Linked DNA regions of Sus scrofa: region 2 is linked to region 1. Evidence: chromatin contacts called from public Hi-C data. All regions are on one chromosome and are shown on one strand. The core of a region is the stretch at or near the end of the contact, and the rest is flanking DNA. Distances in the headings are between cores, read along the strand shown. Region 1 overlaps LOC110255532 (a long non-coding RNA gene). Region 2 overlaps KDM4C (lysine-specific demethylase 4C).

What was found. A called contact is a pair of places that touch in the nucleus more often than the background predicts.
Region 2: a contact with region 1 is called in a Hi-C map of fetal heart ventricle, with 3 times the contacts expected there. The contact joins two enhancer-like sites. A contact is called at or near these places in 2 of 47 Hi-C or Micro-C datasets (embryonic fibroblasts and fetal heart ventricle).

Annotation. Positions count from the first base shown.
Region 1 is chr1:214,818,794-214,821,493 of Sscrofa11.1, forward strand. All of the region lies in intron 2 of LOC110255532 (a long non-coding RNA gene), which reads right to left. Among named protein-coding and RNA genes, the nearest start is that of TMEM261, 370 kb to the left of the region's middle. Within about 2 kb of position 1,323, at least 4 of the 83 cell types and tissues checked have an H3K27ac peak or open chromatin away from gene starts, as enhancers often do.
Region 2 is chr1:215,167,878-215,170,577 of Sscrofa11.1, forward strand. All of the region lies in intron 17 of KDM4C (lysine-specific demethylase 4C), which reads right to left. Among named protein-coding and RNA genes, the nearest start is that of KDM4C, 340 kb to the right of the region's middle. Within about 2 kb of position 1,429, at least 6 of the 83 cell types and tissues checked have an H3K27ac peak or open chromatin away from gene starts, as enhancers often do.

The sequences.
Region 1 (2,700 bases), core at 73-2,572:
ACAGACACAGACATTTTTCAAATGAACATTCATGGATTAAGCACCAGCTCTGTATGAAGCATGGGGAAGATGCTCTGGGAACTGAAATGAGGCTAGATAACCCCAAGCTCTGATTGCTCACTATCTATTGGGAAAGCAAATACCTATACAAAGAGCTTTGCATTTAGGTTGTTTCCATGTCTTGGCTATTGTGAATAGGGCTGCAACGAACATGCGGGTGTATATGTCTTTTTTAAGGAAAGTTTTGTCCGGATACATGCCCAAGAGTGGGATTGCTGGGTCATATGGAAGTTCTAGATATAGTTTTCTAAGGTACCTCCATACTGTTTTCCATAGCGGTTGTACCAATTTACGTTCCCACCAACAGTGCAGGAGGGTTCCCTTTTCTCCACACCTCCTCCAGCATTTGTTATTTGTGGACTTATTAATGATAGCCATTCTGACTGGTGTGAGGTGGTACCTCATAGTAGTTTTGATTTGCTTGTCTGGTCACTTGTGATGGAGCATGATGATATGAGAAAAAAGAATGTATACATGTATGTGTGGCTAGGTCACCTTGCTTTGCAGTGGAAAACTGACAACACTGTAAACCAGCTATAGTGGAAAAAATAAAAATCAAAACAAACAAAAAAAGAGCTTTGCAGAAGGGAGTGTATGCTAAGTGTTATCAAATCATGCTATGGCCATGTAGAGGAGACATTCATTCTGAAAAATGTTCTGAGAGAGCAACTTGAAAGAGAGATATGTCAAGATGATAAAATGAAAAAAGTAACATATGTACATGGAATTGCTGAGGTTAGTCATTTGGTAACTAAAACAGTAATAATTGGTCAGAACCGAGCCATAAAGAAAAAACAAGAAAGAGGGAAGGAGAGAAGGAGGGAAGAAAATAAATGAAAGAAACATGTACTAATTATTTGCACCATCCTTATATTTTAAGAACTGCCACAGTTTCCTTTACGTTACCAGCTAATTTAGACAGGGAGTTTATTTGATGCTGTTGGTTGCCTCTCTAACATTAATCCTTCAAGTAGCCTTTAGCTTTAAGACAGGCTGGCCCCATCCTGATCCAAAGGGCTGGGTTGTGATTAGTCCAGCCTTTTGTGGCAGCCTCACCCTCTCTCTCCCTGCCAATAGTTTGCTCAGGAATGAGTGTGTGAAACAATTCTGGCCAATGACACAGCAGGGCTTGAAGTTTCTCTTTTCTTCAAAAGGCACCCAAAAAAAGGCTCTTTTTCTTCTATATCTGGATACTGTTTTGTCTGGATGTGGTGCCTGTGGCTGTGGGCAGGGTGGGAGATGGAAGGAGGCTGACTGCTAATGATTGCATCACTGAACTAACCAGCTCTGAAATTCCTGTCACCTTACTTCATGCTGAGTGAGAAAACCAATGTCCTCACCACTTCAGCCAGCTGCCCCCCCCCCTTTCTATTACTTGGAGGCACAAGGGAACCCTGATAATAGGGAGGTGCCACATTTTTGTTCTGCTGTGGCTGGGAAATAGGCACAGACATGGACTCTAAGAGATGGATCATTGCCATTGGGTTTCCCGCAGGATAAATGTAGTAAAGCCTTCCTATAAAACTCACAGAAGCCAGAGTCCCCTATGCCCCTCTCTCTGCAGGCTCTTCACATAGTTTGTCTCCCGGGTCAGGGCTCTAGTGGGCTCTCAAACTGCATTCAGCTGGTTCTGAGATTAGACAAGAAGGAGCCACCATATGGGAGAATTTAGAGGAAAAGGGGGGTTTTGAGGTGTGACCAGTATTATCATAAAGGTTAATAAAACACTGTGCCCAAAACACTAATCTTTGCCAGCCATGGCTCCTCCCTGCACATGACATAAAAACACCTGGAATATCTTACACTCACCCAGCACTTCCTATTTCAGAAGCACTTGGAAACATGATTTCACATATATTTAATCCTGAAAAAAACATCATGAGGTACATAGAGCAGGTATTTCTACCTCCATTTAATAGATAAGCAACCTAATAAATAAGCTTTGAAAAGCTACACAGTTGATACTGATGGGCCTCAGACTTTGACTTTCAATCCCTAAAGAGACCAGAAACCTAAGAATATTAATATTGCAGTTCCCGTCATGGCATGACTAGGAACCATGAGGTTGCAGGTTCGATCCCTGGCCTTGCTCAGTGGGTTAAGGATCTGGTGTTGCCATGAGCTGTGGTGTAGGTTGCAGACGCAGCTCAGATCCCGTGTTGCTGTGGCTCTGGTGTAGGCCAGTGGCTACAGCTCCGATTAGACCCCTAGCCTGGAAACCTCCATATGCCACGGGAGTGGCCATAGAAAAGACAAAAAGACAAAAAAAAAAAAAAGAATATTAATATGAATATATTTACATATGTATATTTATATGACTAAATAAAAACATTATTTTACAATTATAGTTATTATTAAATTATATATAATTGAAAATAAATATAAATCACAAAGGATTCAAGCCACAGGGAGCTTTTATATGTTAGGAGAGAGAGGGTAGATGCATGCAAACAAAACATGAGAGATACAGAAAAAAAAATCTTTGAGGTCAATTTTGAGGGAAAAGATTTACTCTCAGATCTTCTGATTTGCAATGCAAGGAATTTTTACCACACTGTTCTCAGTAAGCTTTATGTGTGTGTGTGTGCGCGCGCGCGCACGCACGTGTATGTGTGTATATATTCAGCATCTGGGATGTAG
Region 2 (2,700 bases), core at 179-2,678, 350 kb after region 1:
TTCCTAGTGAATCACTAAATCTGGAAGTGCCTTGGGGACCCCCAACACAAATGGAAATTACATTTGACAGAAGAGATTCATTTCAAGACACTAAAAGCGTACTAAGTAATGAAAGAAATTTCAGTACATTTTAAATTTAATTTTTGGATATGAAACCTCTAGAAAAAGGTGAAGGCAATTTATATTCAACTTAGTTAAGCTAAATACTTTTAAAATGATAGATGAAAATAATTTAAAATACAGATCTTGGTGTTAGCAAGTAAAACAAGGATTCCCTGAAAATTACTACCAAAGACATCAGAAAGGAACTTTCCACGTTGAGACATTAAGGAGAACATGAATATCGAATTATGAATATTTCTAAGAAATAAATGTGTCCAGAATTGGAAAAAAAAAAAAAGAAAGAAAGAAAATGGAGTTCCCATCGTGGCTCAATGGTTAACGAATCCATGAGGTTGCAGGTTCAATCCCTGGCCTTGCTCAGTGGGTTAAGGATCCAGCGTTGCCATGAGCTGTGGTGTACGTCGCAGATGCGGCTCAGATCCTGAATTGCTGTGGCTCTGGCACAGGCCGGCGGCTACAGCTCCGATTCAACCCCTAGCCTGGGAACCTCCATATGCCACAGGTGCGGCCCTAGAAAAGACAAAAAGACAAAAAAAAAAAGAAAAGAAAAAGAAAAAGAAAGAAAAGATGACTCCGGGTGTTTGTGTTGAAGACAAAGTGAGAAAACCCAGGTACACCCTCTCTGATGTACACTGTTCCCATATCCCTCCTACTGAGGTCACTAGACAAAAACACATATAAAAGACCAAGGGGTTCAAATAACATTTTGCCTAATTTTCCACTTTATTTTTTTCCTTTGATTTTACAAGCTATACTAAGCTTCTTGTACAAAAGCTCCAAATTACACAATAGTATGTAAAAAATTATTCCTGTAATTACCCAATACCCTGCCATTCAGAGGCAACCGCGACATGGCATTTGAAAAGTCTTTCCCCTGTTCATTTAAAAAAATTAATAATAGAGAACATTATAATTTCTCTTAAATTTCTCATCAAAATGTGGTTTATGAAAAGTTACAGTGACAAGGATTAAAGAAACATGTTGAACTTTTTTTTTTTTCCTTTACTGTAGTCACATATGGAGAACTGGGCGGGGGCTCTAGCCCAAGAATCTGGGAAAGCCAAGGTAAAAACCTGTCCACGTGCTTCCTGCCACAACTCAGGTTGACATCTGACCGAGATAGAGAAATCAACACCTGAGCACAGATGCTTTGCTCCCTAGAGTGACTGGTGTGGTTGCAAATGTGGACCATACACTCCATTGCCCTTATGAGCTGACTTCTCACATACGGCTGGGGTCCAGGACACTGTGATGCAGTTTAAAGATATCTGTGTGAGTCACAGAGCATTGGCTTCTCCACTTTGTACTTTGCTCCACATCACATTCCAGAAGCAGCAGAGGCAGCAGAGTGGTTGAGATAAAGGAGTTCTGCAGCTTAGCGGCTGGACAAACTCAAATTACCAAATTCCTCTTAGCCTCAGTTTTATCGAATGTAAAGTGGGAATAATATCAACTCAAAGAATTATAGAAGGATAACCTAGACAATGCCTGGCACAGAGCATCCAAAATGAAAAAGAATATTCAACACCAGAACATTAGTATATCTTTCTCACCACTAAAATACAGTAAGCTACTCTATTTCATATTTACTGCTTTTAAGCTTGAGTGCAACAGGTGGGGTGAGATAGCATTTAATTACTTCCGAAGCAAAGCAAATCAAACCAAAAAGATTAGTCCAAAATCTATGCAAACAGCATGTTTAATTCTCCAGATTGTAGGTGCTCCTCGCTGAATGCTAACGACCTGTCTTCCTGAAGCATGTGTAACAACATGAGCTTCCACAACAGGGCCATTCTCAACATCTGTCAGCTCAGTCTCCACATCTGTTTTCAAAAACATGTATCATCCGGACAGAACTTTGATGAATGAGTGATAGCTGCACCAAAACTCAAAATGTGTTCAGCTGCTTTGATATGCCACAGGAAGGCAGGAGTCAGGCTAAGAGATACAAAGTGGATCCCCCAGGAAACAAGCCTCTGGCCTGAGCTGTGCTGCAGGGTTAACAGCTCTACTTCTGAGAGTCCTATTAGAATGCCTCCTTGCTACCAGGAGGATGACCTCAGGATGTACCAAAACTGCTAACTCGATGCACCTTGGACAGATTTTGATTCCAATCACTAGGTGTGTGGCTGTAACCAGATATAGGCTGGACTCAATTACAAAAGGAAAGAGAAATCCCAGGATAGGGAAAGTACACAAGTCAAAAGATCAGCTTTATCCAAACATTAGGGCAACAAACAAAACATAACTGAGGACAAAGTCCTAAAGTTCCAGAAGAAAATGACAGGTGACATTTTATCTCAGAAAAAGTCCATAGACTGACTCAAGCAGTAGTTTAGGCTATTGTGTCCCCATCCTAATGGTGATGCTGACTATTCCCATATAGGATGAGAAATAGCATATTGAGATTTCGGGGTGTGGGGAGTTGCTCATGCAACTTTCCTATTCCTACTGAGGAGTAGTTTTCAGAGTGAGCCTTCATTATCATTGTTCATGTTGTTCTGTGTCTATATTTCTGGTCTATTCTTTAAAAAGTCAATGTATTTTAAGTTTCCAAAGTCTAATATGCCAGACATT